3 separate regions of the Hordeum vulgare genome follow, and all the other regions are linked to region 1. A link is a contact called in public Hi-C and HiChIP or PLAC-seq data. All regions are on one chromosome and are shown on one strand. The core of a region is the stretch at or near the end of the contact, and the rest is flanking DNA. Distances in the headings are between cores, read along the strand shown.

Region 1 (3,755 bases), core at 758-3,257:
AATTTGATCCACCAACTTTGGCCTTGTCCATTTATAGTGCCATTGTGACCTATTAGACAGATAAACACATGATGAGTCTCAACTAACTAAATGTCTGACAAATTTCAGGACAAATAGGTGATAGAAAGAATATTTAGCAATTAAATTAGCACATTACAATCATGGCTACACGCATTCATGGTTATTCTGGTAAGAGGTAACAATATCTTCATATGAATAACAAACAAAACCGTTGGTCTTATATTCCAAATAGCTAGAAGGAGGCCTCATAACATAGGATCGTCCAACATACTTCCACACTGGGAATTATGATGATTTTATAAGACAGGTGGTCACAAATTCTGATACTTCATTTTTCCAATTTCACTTCTGTTCCTACGTTTAGCAATTAGTGTGTTAAAGGAGGTCTCATAATATAGGATCCTCCAACACACTTCCACCTTAAAGTTAAAGTCCACACACGCCACAATATGATAGCAGCCAACATTTTGCTTTTCCTTGCTTTAATTTCAGAATGCAACCAGAAATTTAAAAGTAATAATTAAGCATTGAAATGAACTAAGCAAGTAAGCATACACAGAAAAAACATAAAGTTCACTATCATGAGAGTCAAAATGCAACAAGAGGAAACATACAATATTACCTACCAGTTATAATTACATCCTTCAGGTCTTGACCATGTATGAGGCTCCCATATCGAGGTCCCTTGTGCTCTCTTCCATATCCATATGATGGTAATGGAGACATCAATGGCCAGTATCTTTCATCCTTACATGTAAGCAACGCAATAAGCTGTCAATGTTGACTTATTGGAAGAAAATGCACCAAACTGTAAAAGTTACAGCCAAACGATAAGTAACAACATCCTAGTTCAACTTTCTCTGAGGTTGAAACAAAATGACATCACTGTAATTTATTTACAGCCTAAGCATGAGTGGACAGGAACAGTGTCATTCTAGTGGTAATGTGAGTCATTAATTCATTATATGGTTTAATGATTTAACTATACCACGACTACACTTATGACTGGTCATACAACCTTGTCAAAACTTGTACTGTGAAATTAAGCAAGCAGATGGAGAGTGCAGCTGAAATTCCTCACCTGGACCCCCAGGATCTCAGCGCCAGCAGCGAGGAAGAGCGTCATGTGGCTGGTGAGGTTAAACGGCGCAGTGAGCCACCGGCCAGCAGGCACGGTGAGCCTCCCACCGCCCCTCTCCGAGATGGCCGCCACCGCGCCCTCGAAGGCCGCCGTGTTGAGCGTCCGCCCGTCCCCGACGCCCCCAAACTCCCTCAAGTCGTACACCGGCGGCGAGGCCACCCACTGCCCCATCGCTGCGGCGGACGGCGCGCGCTTGGGCATGGGGGGCCGGTTGTAGAGCCGCAGGCGGCCCATGGAGGTGTTCTGCCACAGGAAGACGAGCACGAAGCCGACGAGCCAGAGCGCGACCAGGTACGCCCTGTAGGACGGCGAGATCGTCGGCGGCGCCCACCGCCGGTGGTGAAACTGGTGCGCCCCGCGGCTTAGCGCGGCGCGCGGGGAGGACAGCACGGCCGGCCCGGCGGAGGCCGACGCCGCCGCCGCTGCGGCGGCGGCGGCGACGGAGGCGCGCGGGGAGGAGACGCCGACGGCGATCTCCGCCATCGGATCCGGTCGTCGCGGGGGCGGGGGCGGGGCGGGGGCGGGGGCGGGATCTACGTGCTACGCCGCGCAGTACCAACCGGTTGGTGCCTCTGTCTGGGGGCTACTACTAGGGTTTTGCTGCCCATGGGGGTGGGGGAGGAAGCGGGAGCGCGGCGGTGGTGAGCCGGACCTCGGGAGCACTAGTTTAAAAAGGGCGGGAGGCGGTGAGGTCACTGGCACTTGAGCGCGGTGGTGAGTGCTTCCGCCTCGGCCGTGGGGTTGGAGGAGGAACCACGACGACGGCCAGCGAGACGGCGGAATGACCGAATAGCCCACCCTGCGTACTGCCGTCAGCCCGTGCGGGCCGTCGGATTGACTGACTCCAGTTGCCGTGGCTCTGTCTGTTGCTGTCTACGCTTCCGCTGATGCTGAAGTACTGCTCCCTCCACTTCCTCTTTTTCGGGGTTTTAAGAACATATGATCCCTTAAAAACCATAAACTGTAAAATAATCGTTCTTTTATGGTTTTGAACGCAAAATGTTCATTTTAGATCGTGCAAAACGGTTTGTCCTGCCTTGGGCGACGGAGCGACGGCTGGTCCGGTGACGGTTGATTGACGTTGCGGCGGTAGATCAAAGTAGTCGGTCAGTCGGGGAAGGGGGGATTTCACGTAGGTTGGGTTGGTGCGTGGCTAGACATTTTGCATCTGGGTTTACATCTCCAGCAGTTAGATATGTCCAAGTATTGTATTTTACATCACTTGAAGCAGGTGATGTCAGTTTTTTTACATCTATATTATTTGTTGGAGGTGCGTTTTTAAAACTCGGAGATGTAAAAGTTAGTTATTTTACATCTATATCATCTATTGGAGATGCTCTAAGAAGTATTCCCTCTTTTTCGTCTTTTCGAGTGTTTTTAAGCATCTCTAGCAGATCCCGTAAAGACCTGAAATGTAAAATAACTATTCTTTTACGCTTTTGAGCGGAAAAAAATCGTTTCAGATCCCACAGAACGGCCGGTGCCAGAAAAAAAAAATCTTGCTCGCTGTAAAAAGGGAAACAAATCCAACCCCCTAAAAAAGAAACCCTTGTACGTTAGATTCCCAGTTTTGCCCTGTCCTTTTCGGTTTCCTCTATCATACGAAAATGGTTGGCGGGAGTGAAACTTCAGCAGAAATCACTCCCGCGGTGTTGAACGGCCTATACACTGCAGTGTCGGAGCTTCGGCGGGAGGAGGCGGATAAGGAGGCACGCGAGCAGGAGGCTCCACGACGTCGGCCAAGTAGGGGCATCACTCCACCATAGCAGTCTCTTGGAGGTCGTGCGCGCCTCCGGCGCCTCACTAGGAGTGGACCTGGTCGTCCGATGCAGTGGCTGGTGAAGGCATGGTCGCGGGACACCATTGCAAGGTGGGCCTCATTGAGCCGCATGATGGGGCGACCACGGCACCAATGTCCTCCTAATCGCTGATGGGTGGTGGTGGCCGCGGCGGCGGAGTCCTTACCTTCCTCCTCCACAATGGGGCGCTCCATGATGGGCTCCTTGTCCGCCATTTAAAGGGTTAGGCGGTGGCTCGCTTGCTACTTCTAAAGCACTACTCCCGAGTCAACATGGCGATGAGATGGGAGCGATGAGAGACACCTACAAAAGAGCACGAGGAGGAGTTATGACACAGCAGTAGTTCATAGGGGGTCCGACGTAAAGCGAACTTTTACGGGGTCTATTCTAGCGGGGCACGCGCCATACTGTAAAAATGTTTTACAAAATACCTTGAAACAACTATTCAGTATAAGATTTTACTAGATCTGCTAGAGATGTTCTTGTTTGAAACAACTTTTGGTCTATTCTTCTTCTATCTTGTCAGTACAAAAAACTAGTAGTAACAAAAAAATACATTTAGTTCTTAGACTACCCGTAGACACACAAACAAGGACTAGATTCAAGAAGATCCATGGAAGACTAACATCGATTCGGATCCTATGAGATATTTTTGATTTATTGGGATCATCTTACAGATTACATGGGTTAAGGAGGAAATAATAAAGTGTAGACAACGTTAGCATGGTCCTCTTACTCCTTCATGCATTGGTGGATTTTACATTGAAAAAATGGCATAACTAAATATGAACATA
Region 2 (3,755 bases), core at 728-3,227, 360 kb before region 1:
AGTTATATGATCTCATGGTCATAGGAATAAATACTTGACACGCAGAAAACAATAGCAATAGAACGACACGATCAATATGCTACGTTCATAGTTTGGGTCTAGTCCACCACATGATTCTCCTAATGATGTGTTCCAGTTATCAAGTGACAACATTTGCTCATAGTCAGAAAACCTTGACTATCATTGATCAACTGGCTAGCCAACTAGAGGCTTGCTAGGGACATTGTTTTGTCTATGTATCCACACATGTATCTATGTTTTTATTCAATATAATTATAGCATGGATAATAAACGATTATCTTTAAATAGGAAATATAATAATAACTATTTATCATTGCCTCTAGGGCATATTTCCAACAATTTAGCCGCACCAAAAACTCTACCAAGCTTTTCCCTGTGTCTTTTCATTCCCATTTACGCGTCCATAGCTCTTCATTAATGGTATTTGGGTCAATGAACCCAATGCCATAGCATCCAACTTTTTTCATTTTATACATCTTCATTCTGCATAATACCATAGAAAAGAATATATAGTGAGAATAATTACATGTAATGAACGAGCGCTACAGCTAGCTAGAGACTTAAATTACAGAAAGAAATCACTTACAGACAATAGCAATTGACGATAGATTTGTCGAGTTCGTCTTGATTGAGTAACCGAAACATTTCTTGATACTCAACCCACAAATCTTTTTTATGATAGTAATGCTCTTCCTCGACTTCCATCATGAGGGACTCTCGATTCGTAGTCTTTACTACTCTCAGGTACCATTGATGCAATTCATACATTCTCGTTGATAGAAGCGGGGTCTGCTCAGGCTTGACCATAGGTTGGCCGCGGACATATTTCCATATTAGTTCCTCCTCTTTAAACGTTTGCAAGTCCTCGATGCCTAGGATTTATTGTATAGTGACACCGGCCTCTTTAGCCCGCCTTCTATGATCGTCGGTTATTACCAGCTACTAATCAGCGGTACTCACATGTGTTTGTAGTGGGGAGATTATGCACTGCCTGTTCTCCCAGCTGGGGAACAGTTTTCCCGCATTTTTGCCAGCTGCTTGGCTCGAGCTCGAGCTCGACTCCTTCCTTTTTTGTGCTCGATATGACTTCTTGATAGAGCGGTCATAGTCTGAGTCTATATGCTTGACAGCTGGTTGAGCATTATCAATAAAGTGTTGTATGCCATGCTCAGGTATGATCTCCTTTGGCGACAGGGACGGTTTCGGTCCAAAATGGGCCTTCACTTGGGCTTGCACTTCGACTGTGTTTTCCTCGGGAGTCAGGTGGTAAGGCAACCTCGTAAGAGGCTTGAGACTTGGACCATATTTGAATTTCTTGCCTCCTGTTGTAACGCTAGCCGACGTAGTTAGTCTCAAGTCATTAAAAGCATACACACCCCACGTCTTTTATTGGTTGATTCCTTTATTCATGTCAAAAACAGGAAACGAGGTGAGAATTAATGCATCGTGCCTAGTGTTTTGGGAAAGTTTTAAGATGACTTGTAAACCGAGACGAAAGGAGTACCATCGTCACAGTTTAGAAGGTACTCATTGTACCTAGGTCGTCAATTTAACTTATATAAAATATATTGTTTAACATAAAAATTATATCATTAAAAAATAGAACATCTAAAGTTTGTAATGATATATTTTTTATAATATATGTATCTCATTAAATTTGTTAAATTAACGACCTAGATACATATGCCGAACTTGTAAACTGAGACGAAGAAAATACTGTGTTATTTTACTAATATCATATGATGACACTAGTATATGTTACTCCGCTATGGCCAGCCTAAAACCTTTTTGTTTCCTACGAAGAGAAACCAGTGGTTTCTTCCTGGAACTATGGACCTAATTAAAGAACCTAAGTTAAGAACTCTGTTAACCTCAGCCTGTCATTGACCAACATCAATATTTACCATCAAAGAATAACCATTTTAGCCGGTCCAGTCCGGTCGAGTCGCCGACAAAGCCTTTTCTCCCCCATTTCTTTCCTTCCTAACCTACCCCAGGCGACAGCGGCTCCGCTCCGCTTGGCCTCTGCGGTTTTTGCCATTTCCCCCAACTCCGCCGACCCACTCCACTCATCAGCTTCGCGCAGGCCAGATCCACCCTCGCCTAGTCTCCTCCATGGCCGCCGACGCCGACACGGCGGCCGCCGCACGTGCCCTCCTCCTCCTCGCCGTCTCCGTCGCGGCGCTCCTCCGCGCCGGCGAGGCCTCGGTGCACGAGTACACCGGCCTCGGCTTCCTCAACAAGGGCAATGCCTTCATCCTCCACGCAGGCAGCGAGGGCCTCTACGCCCCCGTCTCCCCCGCCAATGCCACCGCCGAGGAGGAGGACGACGAGGCCGCCGCCGCCGCCGCCCCCGACGCCTTCATACGGTACTTTGTCTCGCGGTTTTTAGCTCCCCGCTGGCTTGCCGCTAGCTTGCATCGTCTTTACAGCCGACCGCGGTGTAGCGGAGCCTTGTTCTGCGTATGAGATCTTGGATCCCGTCATCCCCCGGGGGCTCTGTCGGCCATTTGAATGGTTTTTGGTAGGGTAGTACTCCGAGAGGGCGCGATTGGATCTTCACAGAAATTATGCTGAGAGGGGCACCATTCCCGCTGAGTAATTATAGCTACATGTGCGTTGCTGAGTTAATTATGCTTCATTAGTTTGCAATTTATGGCGTGAGTTGGTGTAGGGGTGTAGCTGGCATACTTAATGAGGGCTACTTATATGAAGTTTAGATCAAGCATGGGAAGCACTACAACTTTAAATTTTGTTTAAGTTGTGTTTGCACGAGCATACTTGTAAAAATATACTTCTTCCGTCACAGTTTAGAAGGCATGCACGTGTACCTAGATCGTCAATTTGATTTATATAAATATATTGTTTAACGTAAAAATTATATCATTAGAAAATAGAACATCTAAAGTTTTTAATGATATATTTTTTGTTATATATGCCTCTCATTAAGTTGGTCAAATTGACGACCTAGGTACATGTATTGGATTTGTAAACTGAGACGGAGGGAGTACTCTACATGCGTCCAATAAACTAAAAGGCAAAGGAAATGACACCCTGTTCCTTCAGTTTAAATTAGTCATGGAAGCATTTTGCACCCATTATTTATTGGTTGCTACTTTAATCGAACAATTCAAATTGCATTAGCTCGGTTCACTATAATTAGGTGCTTAGCTTGCCTGCCATCCTTCCTTCCTGTAGATTCGAATTTCATATTTCCTCCACTTTTCAGGTTTGACAAGATTACTTTTAGGAGGCCAGAGGAGGCCAATGATTCTGTGAAAGAGACTAGTTCATCTAAGGTTCAGATACTTGTCTTTGAAATAGAAGATCGTGAAATGATTGGTGGATCGGCGTATGGAGGTCAAAAAGCAATTTGTTGTACATCAGATCTTGCAAAGTTGGGAGCTTGCGTCGAAGGCTCTGTCATCTACCGCCCGTCGCAGGTGAATCCTGGTTGGCCACAGTTGTTTGTTGCTTCTTTTGATGGAAGTGATCTGATTGCAACGCTGCCTTCAAGGACCATTCCAGTAAAGAAAACTGGGATGTACAATATGTACTTTATACACTGTGACCCGGCACTTGCTGGACTGGAAATCGACGGGAAAACCATATGGAAAAATCCTACTGGCTACCTTCCAGGTCGGATGGCACCTCTTAAGAACTTTTTTGGACTGATGTCATTTGCTTTCGTGATACTTGGTATCTATTGGTTTTATCAATACATGAAGTTCTGG
Region 3 (3,755 bases), core at 454-2,953, 340 kb before region 1:
AGCAGAAAGGGGCAACTGGCTGTCAGGATCAGCAAGGTCCAGATCAGGAAATGACGGTGTGAGCTCATTGCCGTCGGCAGAAACACGCGAGCTAGCTGATGGCCGTGACACGATCAGCTCAGAAAGTGTCGCCTTGTAGTCGGAAATGAGGACAATGTAATTCATCACATAGCGAGTGAGGGGATGGATGGTGCCGCCGGGTACTGGAGTCTTGGAGGGGTCACGGAGAACGGCGTTCTCGAACTCCGAGAGTATCCCACGGACAGCATCAGCCAGACGCGCCCTGATCTCGGTACTCTGCACATATATTGATTCCCCGGCCTTGGAGACAGCAAAGATATCCGAGACATCAGGCAGCAGATCGGCCAGTGCATCGTGCAGATCAATGATCTTGAAGAGCTTCTCTGGCGAGCGGCGGCCGATGCTTATGGCCTCGGCAAAGCCAAAGAGCTGCAGCGCGGCGCCCTTGACAGTTTCGACGAAGGGGGCGGCGGGCGTCGTGGTGGGTGCGGGGGTGGCGATGGTGGGGTTGGAGAGGGGGAGGTCGTGGAAGATGAGGAAGCAAAGGCGGCGTTCGCTGGCGAAAACGCCGCGGACGGCTGCGCGGGCCGCGCGGATCCAGCGGCGGATCTTGACCTCGAGGGCGTCCCACTCGAGGCGCTGGACGTCGCCGATGGTGAGCTTCTCGACGCCGAGGCGGCGCAGGGCGGAGTCGACGGCCGGCTTGCGGACGGAGGCGTAGACCTGGACGCACTCGCGGTCGTAGCCGGCGGCGGCCATGCGGGAGGCGATGGCGTTGAGGTCGGCGACGGCGTCGGGCGGGAGGAGGTCGATCTCGCGGATGCTGCGCATGGAGCGGTAGCTGCTGCGGCGGCCGACGGAGGACTCGACGGAGTCGTCGTCCACCGGCGGCGCGTCGCCGACGTCGGAGAAGCTGGAGCGGTCGCTGCACATGGAGAGGGAGCTGAGGTCGGCCAGCACCTCGATCTCGAGGTCGACCGCGCGCGACGCCAGGACGTGGCGGAACTCGTCCTCGAGCCGCGCCATGGCGACCTGGACGGCGCCGGAGGCCCCCGACGAGGAGGTGCGGCGCGGGCTGCCGGGGGACGGCGGCGCGAGGCGGCGCAGGTCGTCCACCGCCTGCAGGAACCGCTCCGCCTCCGCCCGGTCCCCGCCGCCGTCGAACAGCATCTGGTCCTCCCCGCCCCCCGCGGGCGCGGACGCCGTGGAGTCCCACCGCATCACCACCCTCTCCGCCCTCTCCAGCTCCGCCGCGGCGGATCCGTCCATGCTTCGCCCCCTCCGACCCTCCTCACCCCCGGCCAGCCGCGCGACAAACCAACACCAATAGCAGGGAGGGAGCGGCAGGAAGCCAACCACCGGCGGCGATGAAGCTGCTGTCTTGGCTCTGCGCTGTGCTCTGATGCTCTCTGCTCTCTGGTTAGTCCAGCGAGGGGAGACCGGCCGATTTCTCTTCTCTCCCGGCTTTGGTTTGGTTTGCTTTGGTCGTTCGGGCTCCCTCCCTCCCCTCGCGATTATTATATTGCGCGGATTAGCAAAGGCCAAAGCCGAATCAGATTTTCTTTTTCTTTTTTCCCCGACGAAACAGAGCCTTAATGGACGGTGACGACGACGAGAGCTGATTGCCGGGCCCACCTGCCAGAGACGCATCGAACATGGGAGAACGATCTACGTGTGCCCCACCAGCCGGTCGGCACACCATAGTGCATTTTACAAAGAACATTCAATTTATTCATCAATCACGGAAGTAAAAAAAAACACTAGAAAATAACAGTTATTTTATCCAGGCACACCATAGTGCATTTTACAAAAAACATTCAATTTATTCATCAATCACGGAAGAAAAAAGCACTAGAAAATAACAACTATTTTATGAGTTCGTTTGGTACACACGGTTTGCGATGGACAAACCCCTCCAAACCACTAAATCCCCCCCCCCCCTCACGGGATTTTGAAGCATCGAGGGGGACTCGTGGAACTCGTGCAACGAGGATTCAAGGGGATTGGGTGGAAGAGGGGGATTCACCAAATCCCATGAAATCCCCACCCCGTTGGGGACTTGAAAACCACTTGTGCCGAACAAGGCCTTATGGAATCGGACAAACCCTGTTGTAGTGAACAGTCGAAGAAGTTGTTGTGTTAAGGTCCTAGAGGACCAACGAAATAGACACCATTGAGGATTCAATCAGTAAACACATGAACGCGAAAAATTAAGACCGGATCCAAACAGATCCATCCAAGGCAATCACATATTAAATCCTGTGAGATTCGTCACACACACCTTCACACATCGTGGCGTTAGAAACACCATTAAGATAGGGGCTAGACAGGGAGAAACTTATTCCATCTTTATAAAGTCGCCACAATTTTGCATTACTGAGCAGGACACAAACCATAACCAAACTAAAAACAAATGAAAATGAACCAGGATAGCTATCACCGACACACGCGAGGGTTCATTGCGCCTCCATGACCCTCGGACGAAAAGAGAGGAGCATGCAGAGCGAGAGCGACTCCCATCCATGGGAGGCAGTGAACACTAAGAGGATCTACACCTAGACCACTCATATTGCCTCTATACGTCCGGGCAGCCGACCTGGTGAGTGGCAGGTAACTTTTTTAAGACGGACACGAGCCTTAACCCTAGCCACCCCATTTCCTCTCTCTGACTCTAGTCTATGTCGCCACGGCAAACTATACCGCTTCCTATTCCGCTCCGACCTCGCCATCCGCGGGTAGCCATGGTTTGCTAAAATAATACCTACTACAAGATGTTGATCTCGCAATGTCGGGTAACAAAGATGAAGGCACGACACGACCCTCACATTGCATCTGACTTTCCTTTGGACTCTCCAGAGGAGGAGATGAAGGGGCAAGAGGCGTCGAACATGAAGACGGAGAAGGTGGAGTAGTGGGATGTAGAGGAGGAGAAAGCCAAGGCGGATCCGACAATAGAGCATCCCGGTTCAGCTTGGAGGACACATGGGCAGTGGTCGAGGTAGCCCAAGTGAAGACAGCAATGGGGCAACATACGAACCTTCTTTGCAAGTGTTGTAAAGTAGTTGTGAGAGATAGTTTGATAACAAGATAGTTTGTAGCAAGTAACAAGTAACAAAAGTAGCAAGGTGCAGCAAGGTGGCCCAATCCTTTTATTGCAAAGGACAAGCCAGAAGTACTTATAGTGATTAAATCGTTCTCGAGGACACGCGGTAATATTGTCTAGTTATTTTTATCATGATTCAATGACTCGCGTTCATTCCTTTCATAAGTTGTTATGTGGGCAGGTCGGTGCTAAGGTGTTGTTCTTACTTGCACAAATAACCTACACTACTGGAAATCCGTTTTTTGCCGTCTGCCAAATGTTTGTCGTCCGCTGGCTGATGGCAAAGAGTGTCTTTGCCGTCAGTTGCCACAAAACGGACGACAAAGAAATGGCTGATGGCATAGAAGGTATTTGCCATCAGTCACATCTTTGTCGTCAGCCGCAGAAGGCAAAGAGCCGCACAGCAGACGACAAATATACAGGTGGGGCGCACCTGGCCACGGGGACGGTAGGTCAAACTTGAGTCCCTTCTTTGTCGTCTGCTAGCGAACGACAAAGAGCCCGGAGGCAGACGGCAAAGACTCTAGACTCTTTGCCGTCCGCCGACAGATGACAAAGAGCTAACTCCGTAACGGCCCCCACCCGCCCCTCTCTCTCTCTCTCACTCACTTACCTCGGGCACTGCGTAACG

Evidence for each region. A called contact is a pair of places that touch in the nucleus more often than the background predicts. HiChIP or PLAC-seq counts read pairs in DNA pulled down with a chosen protein or histone mark.
Region 2: an H3K4me3 HiChIP or PLAC-seq map of embryo shows a contact between it and region 1, with 4 times the contacts expected there. The contact joins the promoter of LOC123397490 here to the promoter of LOC123397503 in region 1. A contact is called at or near these places in 1 of 6 Hi-C or Micro-C datasets (leaf) and 1 of 1 datasets of contacts at active chromatin or transcription factors (embryo).
Region 3: a contact with region 1 is called in a Hi-C map of seedling, with 4 times the contacts expected there. The contact joins the promoter of LOC123397495 here to the promoter of LOC123397503 in region 1. A contact is called at or near these places in 3 of 6 Hi-C or Micro-C datasets (leaf and seedling) and 1 of 1 datasets of contacts at active chromatin or transcription factors (embryo).

The regions. Positions count from the first base shown.
Region 1 is chr5H:432,057,545-432,061,299 of MorexV3_pseudomolecules_assembly, forward strand. LOC123397503 (probable polygalacturonase) reads right to left here and starts at 2,008. Exons shown (of 5, transcript XM_045092032.1): 1 at 1,103-2,008; 2 at 648-768; 3 at 1-49. The coding sequence starts at 1,645.
Region 2 is chr5H:431,702,195-431,705,949 of MorexV3_pseudomolecules_assembly, forward strand. It overlaps LOC123397490 (transmembrane protein 87B), which reads left to right and starts at 1,978. Exons shown (of 5, transcript XM_045092016.1): 1 at 1,978-2,390; 2 at 3,251-3,755. The coding sequence starts at 2,137.
Region 3 is chr5H:431,722,771-431,726,525 of MorexV3_pseudomolecules_assembly, forward strand. LOC123397495 (exocyst complex component EXO70B1) reads right to left here and starts at 1,704. Exons shown (of 1, transcript XM_045092023.1): 1 at 1-1,704. The coding sequence starts at 1,671.